Regions from separate parts of the Mus musculus genome. Here region 1 is linked to region 2. The links are chromatin contacts, called in public HiChIP or PLAC-seq maps. All regions are on one chromosome and are shown on one strand. Each heading gives the region's core, a stretch centred on a gene start, on an enhancer-like site or on the middle of the called end of the contact. The rest is flanking DNA. Distances are from core to core; before and after follow the strand shown.

Region 1 (3,668 bases), core at 1,105-3,604, 67 kb after region 2:
AGAACATTTTTAGTCAAAACTCTACAAAGAAAAACGTGAACACACCTGACAAACATCAAATGAAACAGATACCCTGGGTGAGAAGAACCATTGCATGGGCCAGTGGTTTAAAGACCAGCCGTGTGGGTGTGGTATGGCCCGATGGAAACATACCATTTAGCCAGCGGTGAGGCCCAGTGGTACAGGATCTAAAGAACATGAAACTTGGGGTTCCATCCCAAGAAAAAATTAAAAAGAAACTAAAGTAAAAAGAGGGAAAAATCAACATAAATACAATGTGTACTCACACATACATATGCCCAGGATATATGGATATTGCAACATTTAGAAAAGCTATTTATTTCCGTGTATATGTGCTTGAGAGAGTTTATGTGCACCATGCATGTGCAGTGTCTGAGGAGGCCAGTGAAAAGCATCAGGTACCATGAGTCTGGAGTTGCCATTGGCTGTATGTGGGTGCTGGAATTGAACCTGGGTCCTCTACAAGTGCAGCCAGTGTTCTTAACCAGTAAGCCATCTCCCCAGTCCCTATTGCAACATTTTAAAATAAACCTCCAAATGATAACTCTGAAATAGAATTAGTGTTACCATGTGTAAGGGAATGGATCCATAAATGAGCCATCTCTATGAGAGTAACTACACATAACTTAAAACACACACACACACACACACACACGGCTAGGAATTCACTACACAGACTAGGGTGATATACTGATATATATAACAGCCATGTTTTATATATATATATATATATATATATATATATATATATATATATATATACACACACCATATTTTATATATATATACACACCATATTATATGTATATACCATATTATATATATTATATATATAATATATCATATGTTATATACATATCATATATTTATGATACACACACAAAAGAGGTGGTTCTCTGAACAGGAACTAGGCCTCCAACAGACACCAGACCTGTTGGTGTCTGGACCATGAACTTCCCAGATTCTAGAACTGAGAGAATGCCTGTTGGTGGACCCCACTCCAGAGGCCCAGACTGGCATAGCCTCCCTTGAGGATCTACACATTGCTTACATTTTTTCCCATTGGCTTTTATTTTAGCAATGTAAGCAAAGTGGAATTTATTCTATATACAACGTAGCCCTCAAGTTTTCCTCTGCAGAGCCAGGACACCAGACTCAGTAAAATAAATACCCACTCAGGCTCTGAAAGCACCCCTCCCTGGGAGAGCTCAACTGTATGGGCAGCTTAATCTACTCTTATTCGTTAGTGTGCTTTCTTTCTTTTTGTTTTTGTTTGTTTGGTTTTTGGTTTTTGGTTTTGTTTTTTGGGTTTTTTTTTTTTTTTTTTTTTTTTTTTTTTTTGAGACAGGGTTTCTCTGTGTAGCCCTGGCTGTCCTGGAACTCACTTTGGCTGGCCTTGAACTCAGAAATCCACCTGCCTCTGCCTCCCAAGTGCTGGGATTAAAGGCATGCAACACCAACGCCAGGCCAGTGTGCTTTCTTTATGAAGCTTTAAATACTGGAAAAGAACTTCAAGTAGGTTGATATAGCTTTACCTCATCCTTTAAAAATATATTGTGTTGACATATTTAAGGGGCATGCATATACGTATGTGATTGTGAGCCATTGTATGGGTGCTGGGAACTGAAGCCCAGTCCTCTACAAGAGCAACAAATGCCATATCTCTACTTTCCCTCTACTTCCTCATTTGAGCAGACATGATAGCATACTTGCTACTGTCTTCTGCATTTTATTCTTCTGCATAATGACGAAAGAACAATTATGGCCAACTGTTCTGCCACTAACCTCTGGAGTGCTTTATAATCTAGTAAGGTGAGCGGGCAGCCGAGCACAACTGAAAACTCCTCCAGACTTCACTGGTCTCTTCCATTTTTGATTTCATAGACAAATACCACTCAGCTGAGCTGAAGGGTTTCGTTTGTATATTTGTGAGACTTGATCTCTCTCTATAGCCCTAGCTGTCCTGGAACTCACTATGTAGACCAGATGGCCTTGAACTCACAGAGACCTGCCCACTGCATCTTCTCTAGTGCTGAAATTAAAGGTGCATACCACCACTGTAGAATTTTGACATTGATTCAAGGTATCTAATCTTCCCTCAGAGCTTTTACTGGCAGAGAATCTCAACCATGCTTAGTTGATTTCTCAGTTATTTATTTATGTCACTGTCTGCTGAGTACTAACGCCCTCGACTGTGCTTGTAAGCTAAACAGCCATTGTAGTTCTATAGTTGTGGATTTGGGTGAGAAAATTCGACTATTTGGTGTGGTTAAAACCACCCTCTTCCCTCAGTTCTTTACAGCAGTTGTCTTAATGTTGATGAAGACTTCTGGCTTCTTTATGCCATCCTGGCATACAAAATAACAAGCTAAGCACCAGGTTAGACCTAGAAAAGAGAACACTCTGCAAGGCTGGCCCAGCATGACATTGGTAAGCAACATGTCAATAGTCCCACATCCTTTTAACAAAACCAAAGTAGTTGCTGTGTCTCATAGTCATTTGATATTTCAAGAATACTTACTGTTTGGGATGATGGAACACACCTGTGATCTTAGCCTTGAGACGATTGCTACAAGGCAGAATTGTGGATTTGAAGCCAGCCTTAGGCTACATGAGACCCTGTCTCTAAGGTTAACTAATTAACTAGGTAATTAACTAGTTAATTATTTAGTAAGCAAAACAATAAATACATAGAATGAGCCCAGTCCCTCCATAGTCTCTTCCTCCTGTGTCACCACGAGATCTCTTCTGCATGTGTCCCTGAAGTGGAAACTTAAGGGTTCTTTGGAGAGCCAGTTGTGTTGGGTGGTGTTTTGCTGCAGGGCCTGGCGTTGACAGACCCCTCTGTTCTTTTCCAAATGACAAGAGGTTACCTCTTATGTCTCTCTTAGACCAGCAGTCTGTTGACCAATGTTTGCCCTCTCCACAGTGGCTACGATACCCTGGAAGCCTTGGTGGCTCGTAGTGACATGACCGGAACCTGCTCATTCTCTCCTATGATCACCATTGCGCCTGTTACTTTGAGCTCTGAATCCTCTGAATTCTCTGCCTTACAGTTTCTTTGGAAATGACCAAAATGCGCCACATTTACATCCAGCACTTTGATTCCTGAAATTTCTAGCTATGATTTGCTACTCCTGAGAACCAATATCAGTTGTCTCCCTTATCCATTCATCTATTGGAGCTCCACATGCTTTCAATGGTCTTACTACTCTCTAACATTTGGTATTTGCATTTATTAAATGCCAATATTTCTATCAATGACTGTCTGCTTTCAGGGTGTGTTATGGCTCTATTCACAGCTGAACTCAACCTCTGTAAGAATTCTGCGAAGGCTTCCCCAGAGCCCTGTATTATTTTAGTAAATACAGTAGATTCTCCCCCAAATCAACCAAATCCCAAGCTTTTAAAGCTGCAGTACAACATTGCTCGATTACATCATCATCAAATTGGATTTGTTCTTGTAAGTCAGCACAACGCCCTTCACCAAGCAGCTAGTCTTTAGTAACGTGTATTCCCCCTTGCTAAATTATGTTGTGCTAGTCCTGTGGCTTCGTGCCTCCACCGCAACAACCATTGTAATTGTTGACCAACTTCTAGAACAGCTGACACCAATCCCTTCCAATCTTGTGGGATAAGCCTGGGAT
Region 2 (3,792 bases), core at 720-3,219:
CTGCCTGCATCTGCCTCCCAAGTGCTGAGATTAAAGGCGTGCGCCACCACTGCCCAGCTTCCCAGAAGGTGCCCTCTGATCTCACAGGTGCAGCACTAAGGCAGGCATATGCAGACATTCACACACAAACACACATGCACTCACACACGCACACACACATGCACGTGCACAGACACACAGAGGTACATACACACAGAAATACACATACACACACATCAATAGTTATTCAGAAAAATGTTTCCATGGAATGAAAAATATTGAGCAGCTGTGGTGACACATTCCTGGAACCCAGGCCCTGGGAGGCTGAGGCAGGAAGAGCATGAATTTAAGGCAGTGTGGACTGCATAACGAGATGCTGCCCTCAGAAACAAAATCCAAATAAAACAAGGAATTGTAAAACAGCTTTTAGTGTCAAATGGCAAGATGTCCCATGACATGTGTCTATGTGGATTATCCTAGCATGATTATAAAGGTGTGCATATAACACGTTCCAATGTTTCTACAATGTGGGGTGTGAATGTCTGCATCCTACCCATATTTATTGAGTACCAGCTAGTGAGTGATTCTTCTTGGCTTGTAAATTCAGCAAGAATAAAACAAACAGCTGGGCGTGGTGGCGCATGCCTTTAATCCCAGCACTCGGGAGGCAGAGGCAGGCAGATTTCTGAGTTCGAGGCCAGCCTGGTCTACAAAGTTCCAGGATAGCCAGAGCTACACAGAGAAACCCTGTCTCGAAAAACAAAAAACAAACAACAAACAAACAAACAAACAAACAAAAACAAAACAAAACAAAAAAAAAAAGAATAAAACAGACATGATGTCTCCATTCCTGAGAGCTTGCAACCCACTGGGAGGAGGCAGGTAACAAATGAGTCCGTGTAGAGGCTGTAGGAGATAAGATGTGCTGGAGTTCCCATGAACTGACCTGGGGAAAAGCATTTCAGGAAGCGCCATTAGAAAAGGCAAGGGCTTTGGGCAGAAATGTGCCTGATGTTTTCATTGTGTGAAATATTTTGTGGAGAGACATGACACAAATGTCTGTGACTAGATAGGGAAATAATCCAAGGTAAGGAAGTGAAGACAGACTTAAGCAATCATGTCAAAGTCCAATTGGTGAGCCGAAGAGTTTATTGGTTATATACACGGGAACACGGAAAAGCAGTAACTTACAGAAGCAAGGACCATTCACAAGCAACTTGCAAAGCTGAAAAGCCCACCCCAACAAGAATGACCACACACAAAAACTGCAAGCTTCGGGCTCACCGTGAGTGATAGACGGGAGGCTGTACCAGTCAGAGAGTGCCACATGGATGACAGACAGGAAGCTCAACTAGTCAGACTCTTCTACCTGCTTGGCCTCACTAGTCTGTTCCTGGCAACTTGGCTGGTTTTGTTTTTATATGCTGGGGTTTGAGGCAGGGGTGCCTTGGGAATCATGTGTGTTTTAGCTTTACCAGACAAGAAGTCTCATGAGCCTTCCCTCTTTCTCCAGGATAGAAAAGATAAACATTGTTACACAAAATTATTAACCAGCTGAAGCTGTGGGACAGGGAGGCGGTAAAGTGTATCCCTTTGAGAAGGTTTTCCGGTTTGGTTTTGTATACCAATTATTATTTGAGCAAATAAGATAGCTGCACACATACTTCTTACATTTTTTAACTGACTTAGTTCCCCTGTCCCCCTTCCCCTCAAAGAATCAGAAAACGAGACTAGAGAACTATCTAACGCATGCTACGAAATTAAACAGACTTTTTCAAATGGACCAAGTTCAGAGGAAGTAAAGCCTAGGAAATTCTGGTGACATTTGCACATTGACATCGCAGGGTTGTTCTGAGCGTCAAAGCTAATCTCACTGCCCTGGGTGAAGTGTCAGCTCTGTTTTAAATGACTGCTCTAACGACGACAGCCCCTCACGGGCTGCTCTCAGCAATCCTCCTGCCCGGGCACTACAGCCTCTGACAGCAGACACACATTGCGTTTCTTCAAGCCCAGTGTTTTTGTATATGAGACGATTGATGTGGTGTCACCACCATGACTCATTGCACAACGAGCAATCTTAAGAGAAGCTAAGATGCCCCAAAGCAAGTTGTTAGAAGAACTAGGCCATAGGACTTGTACATTCCCCATTCAACATGTAATTGCCTATTCAAAAGAAGTCCTTTTGGGCTCCCGGGGAGGAAGACAGTCAAAGCTCACTGTGGAATGGCATGGATAGGATGAGCCAGGGGTTTCCTTCTATCTGCACTGACTTTTTATTCACCTTCACTCCAAGCGTCTTTTTAAGAAGTATCAGCCATCTCTCTCCCTCATATTCCCTTTCCTCTGTTTCCCAGAGTATACACCTATGTACCTTCGTATTTTCCCTACTAAGTTACGAGTTCAGGCTGGCACCTCCCTCACTATGTGGTCTTCTCTAACTTTCCTTTCTTCTAAGAGTGTCTGTGGTGGTTGAATGAAAATGGCCCCCATAGGCTCATAGGGAGTGGCACTATCAGGAGGTGTGGTCCCGTTGTAGTGGATGTAGCCTTGTTGGAGAAAGTGTGTCACTGAGGGAGGTGGGTTTGGGGGTTTCAAACGCTCAAGCCAGGCCCAGAATCGCTCGCTCCTCCTACTGACCTCAGATCTGAATGTAGCATTCTCAGCTACCCCTTCAACATCATGTCTGCATGCATGCCACCCATACATAATTTAAAATGTTTAGGAATGTTATATGTGAAGCAATCAATAATTAAGTGTGGTGTGTGTGTGTGTATGTGTTTCCTTGGCATACATGCCATGGCATGTATGTGGAGGTCAGAGACACATTTGTGGAGTCAGTTCTCTCCCTCTATCATGTCAGACCCAGGGATTAACTCAAGTTGTAAGCCTTGGAGGCAGGCATCTTTACTCGATGAGCCACCTTGCTAGTCCTAACAATGTCTTTATTTTTTAAAAAAATTTATTTAACATTATAGATTTATTTATTATTATATCTAAGTACACTGTAGCTGTCTTCAGACACACCAGAAGAGGGCTTCAGATCTTATTATGGATGGTTGTAAGCCACCATGCGATTGCTGGGATTTGAACTCCAGACCTTCAGAAGAGCATTCAGTGCTCTTAACCTCTGAGCCATGTCTCCAGCCCCTAACAATGTCTTTAAATAAAACTGAAATATACGCTTGTTTCTAGGGTGGACTCGTGGCTTGCTTTCATTTGTTCTCTCTACTTCTTCTATGGGTTCTAAAATAAATGGAAACACAACAGCTTTGCCTGTTTCATGGTCTACCTCTCTTCCATTAGTGGTTGCAAGAAGTTAGGAGAGTTAAGAGTTCTCAGGGGAGCGGGGCCAGAGAAGGTGAATGCTCACCTTTGCCATAAGAATTTCTGTAGTTCTTACAGTCTGTGATTATAGATTATAAATGGAGAAACCCTAGACTATCAACAAAAATGAGAGCACATGCCTTTATTTGTCTTATTTCACCTATGATTGATTTACTGGGAGGGGCTACTTCTTGCTTAATTACATTGCTGCTCAACACAACACCTACTAAATGTCTGGCTTTGAGGTAAAAAATAAAATGGGAAAAATAGTACCGGGGGAAAAAAAACAAATAGTAAAATATTTAAATACTTTTTAAACAATCTTAGTGCCTGTGAAAATGCAGTTACTAAAGTTTTATCTTCTTGTCCAAATTCTTTGCAGATTGAGTTTAATGTTTTCTTTTGTCTCATGTTTTAAGAGAGAATTTCACCCTTTTGCTCAGGCTGGCCCAGAATTCCTGGGTTCAAATCTCCTTGCCTTAACTTCTA

What was found. HiChIP or PLAC-seq counts read pairs in DNA pulled down with a chosen protein or histone mark.
Region 1: a contact with region 2 is called in a BATF HiChIP or PLAC-seq map of CD8 T cells, with 13 read pairs. The contact joins two enhancer-like sites. A contact is called at or near these places in 1 of 15 datasets of contacts at CTCF or cohesin (CD8 T cells), 6 of 484 Hi-C or Micro-C datasets (CD4 T cells, CD8 T cells, cerebellum and 3 more) and 2 of 115 datasets of contacts at active chromatin or transcription factors (CD8 T cells and bone marrow-derived dendritic cells).

What each region holds. Positions count from the first base shown.
Region 1 is chr10:96,600,172-96,603,839 of GRCm38.p6, forward strand. No RefSeq gene overlaps it. Among named protein-coding and RNA genes, the nearest start is that of Gm33843, 3.3 kb to the left of the region's middle. Within about 2 kb of position 2,355, at least 4 of the 459 cell types and tissues checked have an H3K27ac peak or open chromatin away from gene starts, as enhancers often do. A contact at or near this core is called in CD8 T cells, where this site is marked.
Region 2 is chr10:96,533,637-96,537,428 of GRCm38.p6, forward strand. The region is part of intron 3 of Gm33843 (a long non-coding RNA gene); the gene reads right to left. Among named protein-coding and RNA genes, the nearest start is that of Gm33843, 63 kb to the right of the region's middle. Within about 2 kb of position 1,970, at least 23 of the 459 cell types and tissues checked have an H3K27ac peak or open chromatin away from gene starts, as enhancers often do. A contact at or near this core is called in CD8 T cells, where this site is marked.